Regions from separate parts of the Oryctolagus cuniculus genome. Here region 1 is linked to region 2. Evidence: chromatin contacts called from public Hi-C data. All regions are on one chromosome and are shown on one strand. Each heading gives the region's core, a stretch centred on a gene start, on an enhancer-like site or on the middle of the called end of the contact. The rest is flanking DNA. Distances are from core to core; before and after follow the strand shown.

Evidence for each region. Hi-C and Micro-C count contacts between places; a contact is called where the count stands out from the background.
Region 1: a contact with region 2 is called in a Hi-C map of embryonic fibroblasts, with 4 times the contacts expected there. The contact joins the promoter of SLX4IP here to the enhancer-like site in region 2. A contact is called at or near these places in 3 of 6 Hi-C or Micro-C datasets (embryonic fibroblasts, skin fibroblasts and an unstated tissue).

The regions. Positions count from the first base shown.
Region 1 is chr11:35,349,041-35,352,910 of mOryCun1.1, reverse strand. It overlaps SLX4IP (SLX4 interacting protein), which reads right to left and starts at 2,484. Exons shown (of 10, transcript XM_008256377.4): 1 at 2,310-2,484.
Region 2 is chr11:34,891,471-34,895,316 of mOryCun1.1, reverse strand. No RefSeq gene overlaps it. Among named protein-coding and RNA genes, the nearest start is that of ANKEF1, 51 kb to the left of the region's middle. Within about 2 kb of position 1,451, at least 1 of the 8 cell types and tissues checked has an H3K27ac peak or open chromatin away from gene starts, as enhancers often do.

The sequences.
Region 1 (3,870 bases), core at 1,235-3,734, 460 kb before region 2:
AAAGCCACAGGACGGATGAAAAAGGGGAAGAAACCACCTTTGGGGAGGGTGAACACGTTCATTATCTTGACGGTGCTGACGGCTTCACTGGTGTATACACTAGAAGATACCAAACTGTACACTTTAAATACATGCAACTTATTTTTATGACAAATAGACCTAAAGAAAGCTGACTATAAAGGAAACACAAAGCATCTTCCTGGTCTAGTTATACCACCTTTTTTCCAAACAGTCAAGCAGGTGCATATCCTGCAAAGTTACAGGATGGCAGCACCCTTCCCCCAGCTGTTGCATGCACAAATCCAACATCAAATGATGCTAAGGCTTAGCTATAATAAAAAATAACAATTGTTAATTAATCTTGACATAGCTGTGACTACGAGTTAGGTACCATTTTTAAGCATTTCTATTGGATTAAGTTATCTGCATTCAACCCTATTTGACAGATGAGGAAGCTAAGGAGTTAATAATCTGTTCTAGGTCACACAGCTGGTAAGTGGAAGTGGTAGGATTTGCAGTCAGGGAATCTGGCTCCAGAGTTCATTTCCTTACCCACCATGTCTAATACCAAACAAAATATAAGATACAGTATGTGAAAATCATAAGCAATGAATATTGACCCTACATTTTTATTTCTCACATTCGCAGAACATGGGTTCAATACACCCCACACCATTCGCACGAAACTAAATAAGAAACAACAGGGACTTTCATTTCTCTTTTTCTAATCAATACGTGGAGGACACAGAGAAAGACCGGCTGGCCAACTTACTTAGGATAGAATAAATAAAGTTGGTCAGATACCGGGAAGTTGGTTCACTACATTCCCAATCCAATTATTCTTTCCAAAAAATCACAATTGTTTTAAACAAAACTATAAAGGAGTGAAAAATCTAGCAAAGAGCAACATGAGAAACATAAAACCACCTGCTGTTCTCTCACACTCTACCAGCTCCTGGTAACAGTCAGGAGGTCTTGAGTGTGGCTGATGCGGGAGCACCTGAAAAGCTCCCCAGGTGATCGTCCTGTGCAGCCAAGGCTGAGAACCCCTGATGCAGATTTCTCATTAAAGGAAGAGGCAGAAGAGAGCAAGGTGCCTCCAAAAGATTTGGTAAACCACAGCCCAAAGTTTTCAAATCAGTATTAAATTGCTGTCCACAGGCAGACTTTTGAGTTCAACTGTTAACAAATTAAAAGTCAAATATGCATGCAAGTCACAAGAAATCAAGAAGCATAGGAAGCATTTTCTTTTTTTTCCAAATGCAAATGAGCTGTAAACTAGATGTTAGGAGTTAAAAATAATACTACATTACAGATGTTGTAACGGATATTACATAAATGTGTACTGGACCGGTAAAACGGCTTTTCAGCTTTCTGGATGATGACTACATAATTATTCCAAACATGCACTGCATTTAATACACGCAATAAACCGAGAAGACATTGTGGATCTGGTTAAAAAGTGCGGATTGGGCCCATGTCCTGAATTAGTGCTCTCCCCAGTCAGCTGCAGCTCATGGGGAAGATTTGCTGTCAGCACATCTGGGTCTTGTAGCACAAACAAGCTCACAAACAAGGTGGTGCTGATGCTGCTGACAGGCAGGCCACACCTGGTCCAGGAGGACCTAAATCACTTGAATACTGGCTGTAATGCACCAGTCACTTGGCTTACAGATACGATTACATCTAAGACCTAAGATTTAAGTATCAACACAATTCATGCCTAGCACAGGCCTAAAGACAGAGGGGGACAGCAGATGGGTTAGAGAGAGGAGCAAGCAAAGTAGTACAGCAGTGCTAAGAACCGCACAATACCTGATTACCCCAACCCAGTACCCGTCACGGTGATGGGGTGCAAGCTCCATAACAGGTTTTCCGTTTGGGCTGAATTTGTATGGCCTAACACAAACTAGACACTCAGTTAACGCAGTGAGTACGTGAATGAATGGGACGTCGCATCCCAACACTGGGAAGAACGCTGCATTTGCACACATGGATGCAGGCAGCCATAATTTAATACAAATCCCTGGCCCATCCATTGGGCTCCAAAAAATGTCCTAAAAACAAACAAACAAACAAACAAAACAGATTTCTCCGGCGCATTTTCACTTTAAAGGGCAGGCATCCCGTACCCTGATGTTTAACACCTTCCTAGCTCTTTGAAAAACACGGAGCGGGGTGGAAGCCCAGGGAGGAGAATTAGGAAGACGCTAAAATTTGAAAGCAAAATTAAAAAGGGAAAGAGGCGAGGGCGAGCAGCCGAGTTCAAGTCAAGGCACATCTTGGGTCGTAGTCAGCTCTGTGCTTACCTAGGATGGTGGTGGGGTTTGGGTTCTGGCTTTTGTGTTTTGTAACTGCCCAGGGTCCCCGGCGGAGAAGCACCTGGCTGGGGAAACAGCCTAGGCAGGCAGCAAGCTCTGCAGCTAGCCAACTTTGAGGCGCTTGGGGATTTCGAGTTTCGCGTCAATTTCCTTTTTTTCCCAGATCTCCCCGCGCGTTTGGCATTCACAGCCGCCGCCCGAACGCAAGATGATCCGGGCAGCTTCGCCGCAGGCCTGAAGCCATTGCCAGGAGTTAAGATGGCGGCAAAACGGTAGGCGAGCTGCGAGAAGCCTACCCACAACAAAAATGGCTTCCATGACTGTGATGGCGGCTTTCCGGAGCCCAAAACAAACATGGCGGCAGAGGTTGTCCGTGCGGAGGCTGGGCACGCAATCGATGTGATTGGCTGGTAACGAATCACGGTTCCCGGCCAGAGCCGAAACGATCGAGAGAAAATTTAAACGTGGTTTCTGCGGTAGGTCTTGTTGACACAGTTAAATTCCTAGCGCAAGGACGGAAGGGATCTTGGGTACGTAAGGTCGTAAGAAAGGTTGGACAGCAAAGGCTGCTTTCACAGTGCCGGAGGAACTTAAGGTAGCTCGCTTAAACACAGCGTGCTCTGTAACTCCTTTTAATGACACAAGAGAATAAAAGTTTTGTCTTGGAGTCGCCACAAAGTAGGGAGGCCTGACACTGCGTACAGGACCACATTCCTGGACGGAACCAGGGGGATCCGAAGGGAGACGCGCAGGGGCGCGACAGGCTCTGCCTGCGCCGGCCTGGCCTCCAGCCGGACCCACGCAGTCCTCACGGGAAGCTCCGTTTCTCCTGCTTTTCGAGGCAGCCAGAGACAGAGGCGGGGCCTCGGCGCTGTGTGCTAGGTCGAGTCTGGGGCGGGGGGGGGGGGACGCCGGGCTGAGAAGCGTTAGGCCTATTTCCACTCATACAATACATAACTTGCTAATCCTACACCGAAAAACAGGCACTGTTTGCTTTGGATATGTTAATTAAATCTGAAGTGTTAGTATCTTCGGTTCCGAAAACCTGCTAAGATTGACAGTGAACAAACCCCGCCTCCTGTCCTTGCCTTGACCTAGAACTTCCCCTAAAACCCGGATGCGCGGAATCCGAGGGGGCTGCGCGCCCGCCGCAGAGCTGCGCATGCGCTGCGTCCGCGCGGGGCAAAGGTGGCGCGGCTCCGGGGGCATCTGCGTGCGTTCCGGCTTCTGGGGCCGGCCTGGGGAGGCGCAGCGGCTGACGGGCAGGTGAGAGCGCTGGATCCTCGGGCGGAAGCGCCCAGTTGTTGTGCGGCCAAAGAGCGGGGAGGAGGCTCGAGTTGGCCGCCGCTCCACCTCGCAGAGGTCGCCGGCTTCCTCACTGCAGGATATTTGGGGCGCGGGGGACCAGGAGGACGAAGATCCGCCTTTAAAATGGCCGTGGGCCGTCAGCACCTGCGACGGAGCGAGTGTGCATGGCGGGGGTGTGTGGATGATGTGGCGAGGGCTTCCTCGCACCGGCTCCACGTGCGCTGCTCCCTGCAGCCCGCGG
Region 2 (3,846 bases), core at 202-2,701:
GACCTCTTTCTAAAGCATGACAACTGATGTTAAAAAACTAATGCTAGGAGGATAAATTCTATTCCAGAGAAAAGGGAAAAAAAATCAATCCTGCATGCACAGAGCAGTGCTTTAAAGAGACCTTGCTGTTTATCTACCGTCCGTGCTGCTCGTCTTTCCTTCAGTACAGCTCGAGTTCTTTTTCAGAGCTATTTTAAATTTTATAACACTTTATTGCAAATTGTCTATCTTTTGAATTTAGAAAGTTAAATAATTATTTCATTCTATTTTTTTTAAGATTTATTTATGTATTTGAAAGTCAGTGTTACACAGAGAGAGAAGGAGAGGCAGAGAGAGAGAGAGAGAGAGCTTCCATCCGCTGGTTCACTCCCCAGTTGGCCACAATGCCTGGAGCTATGCCAATCCAAAGCCAGGAGCCAGTAGCTTCTTCTGGTCTCCCATGTGTGTGCAGGGGCCCAAGGACTTCGGCCATCTTCTACTGCTTTCCGAGGCCATAGCAGAGAGCTGGATTGGAAGTGGAACAGCCAGGTCTCAAACTGGCATCCATGTGGGATGCCAGTGCTTCAGGCCAGGGCATTAACCCACTGCGCCACAGCGCCGGCCCCTCATTCTATTTTCTTTCCCAAAAGATAATTGCACAACAATTCTAGCAGAAGTTGCAGAAGCCAGATGCACTCTAAGAGGCTTTCCACCACTGTCGGCTTTTAAAGACTTCTGTCCCACAGTGTATTTGCCCCTTCTGCACGGGGGTAGGGTGACTTTTTAATCCTTTGAGAAATATTAAAGAAAAAATATTAAATAAAATGTATAAGAATGAAATGCACATCTTATGATTTGATTATTGTCTTCAGCCCTCGTCGATATTCCTGTACAACAGTCGTCTTTTTACTTGTCGAATATCATAGTTAGTGGTGCGTTAAGCTTGTGATTATAAAGTAAATTGAAATTATGTTTTTACAAAAATTAAAGAATAAAGAAAGAAGGAAGGAAGGGGAGTGAGGGAGAGAGCACAAGAGAGAAGTACAGTTATCTTCTTAGAACTGTATCTGTGAAATACATCAAATAAGTTCTCTATATACTAATACAAAATTTGTTTACAGAAATATTAAAGGTCTGTTGGAACCTTGCATGGCATGTTAGCTATTGCTTTGGCCAGGAACACAAAACTTGAGTATTTCAATTTAATTCAATGAGACAAGATTAGTGACAGAGCTCAGAAAACAAAGATTTAGGAATGACCATCTTTTGGAGGATATAGGAGATGGGGGTAGGTTTTTGTCCTATGTCTTTTTTCCTGGCAAATAGTTCCCCCAGCCTGTCTCACTCCTGTCTTCTGGAGACATTACACAGAGCCATAGCACCACCTATTGGCCCATTCTCTGTGGTGATCATGAGGATTTGGTAGCTGCTCAAGTGACATAGCTCATAGCGTCATTTTCATCATCCTTCCCTAGTTACCCATTGAGCACTTTGTTGTGTAATGTTATGGTTAGTCTAATAGCTCACCGACATTGAAGGACACTTTAGGAGAAGCAATTGCTTAGTTCAAAATAACAAATTGTGTAAGTACCATAAATTACAAATTCTTATCAGTTTTGCTGTTGCAATACAGTAAATGAGTCATTTTATGAAGCATATAAAATGAATCCTTTAATCACACTGGCAAATTAGTTAAACTAATTTGGTTTTATTTTCTTAACCTCAAGTACTGTTTCTGCTTTCAGGATTAGACACAACAAACTTAGAATTATGAATTAATTTTAGTCTCATTTAAAAATGGAATTAGAGGAGCTGGCGCTGTGGCATAGTAGGCTAAGCCTCTGTATGTGGCCTGGGAATCCCATATGGGTGCTGATACGTATACTGATGAGGTCTTCCTTTTCTGATCCAGCTCTCTGCTATGGCCTGGGAAAGCAGTAGAAGAAGGCCGAAGCCCTTGGGCCCCTGCACCCACATGGAAGACCTGGAAGAAGCTCCTGGCTCCTGGCTTTGGATCAGCCCAGCTCTGGCTGTTGCAGTCATTTGGGGGAATGAACCAGTGGATGGAAGACACCTCTCTCTCTCTGTAGCTCTGCCTCTCAAATAAATAAATCTTTAAAAAATGGAATTAGATGTTATACTTGGTCAAACTGCATAGAAATCATGGAAATTATGTTTTATTCATTTTTTTCTGAATTTTGAAATTGATTGACCTGATAAATTATGTCGATTTTTTTTGATGTTGAGTGTAATCATCTTCAGAGGAAAACTGACTTCTAAAGAAATACGAAGGATTTTCAAAAACTTTTATGAAAAATAGGAACTGTGAAAAAACTGCATGGATTTCAAATTTTTTGCATCAAAATAACTTACTTTTTAATTCCATTTTCTATGAACTTTTTGAAGTGCTCTTGGAACTAAAGTGAATGTTGACAGTTTCACCCACAGCTTCCTGATGTTTGGCTACATAAAAGCAATGACTCACACACTAAAGAATATTTGAAAAGCAAGAAAAGAGAAGAAGGAATGAATACAGGGACTAGAAAACCACAGCACATGAAGGCCAGGTCCCAGCAGAGGCTGAGACACCCTGTTGGAGCATTTTTAGGAAAATCCTGTAAGGAAGGGGATGAAACATCATGGACAGCAGGTGGTCTTAGGTAAGGTCTGGCCTCAGCCTGATGCCATGGAAGACCCTGGAACATAAGACACACCACATATTTGTATTCCCACACCAGTCAGTTGATTGTTGGTTATGACTGTATGGGGGCGGGGGCAGAAGTAACTTCCCTGGCAAACTTCCCTTGCACACTGAGGGTGATCCTCTGGGGAAGGAGCAGCTGGAAGCCATTAGCACCCAATATTCACAACAGCTGGGGGACAGACATTGCTTCAGAAAAGGGCATCAGCCTGGGGCTCCAACACCAGGCTTCTGCAGAGCGCCATTTGTCATAGGTGCTCACTCTCAGAGTAAAGTGAGCTCTGGATAGATTTCAAGTAACTAGTCAAACCGTCATGTTCATCACCTGTATCTGCTTGTAAAGAAAATTCTGGGATCCATTAAAGGCAGCAAAGTTTGAGTAAGAAAGAGCAGACATTCTGGCCTGAAGTTGGTTCCAAATGCCCTACCCACCACCTGCGTGGGGTCCACTCATACCTGAGTAAGTGGAGGGACACCAGAAACAACCTGATTGGCTGCAGTCTGAATTCACCTTATGGGATGCTGTGGCAGCCTCCAGCCTCTCACCGACTGGAGGTACAGTTGCTGCGATTGACAGACTCGGTTGGTTATGAGGGTATTTTTTTTTTTTTTTGACAGGCAGAGTGGACAGTGAGAGAAAGAGAGACAGAGAGACAGGTCTTCCTTTTTCCGTTGGTTCACCCCACAATGGCCTCTGCGGCCAGCGCACCGCCCTGATCCGAAGCCAGCAGCCAGGTGCTTCTCCTGGTCTCCCATGCGGGTGCAGGGCCAAGGACTTGGGCCATCCCCACTGTACTCCCGGGCCACAGCAGAGAGCTGGACTGGAAGAGGAGCAACCGGGACAGAATCCGGCACCCCGACCGGAACTAGAACCCTGGGTGCCGGAGCAACAGGCGGAGGATTAGCCTAGTGAGCTGCAGTGCCTGGGAGGGTATGCCTTTAGACCAAAGTAGGGTTCAGTTCATTAGGTAGGAGGCTGCTTTGGGCCAAATCTAGGTTGCTCAAGTTTGGAGGCAGATGTAGGCCAAACTTAGAGTTTAAAACCCTTTGTCCAATACTTGTCTCTCAAACCAATTATCTCCTACACCCGCACTTTTGCAAACACCATCACTAATCACCTATGTTCTTCTGCAGGGTTGTTTGAAGTCCTCAGTTCCTAGGTTTTT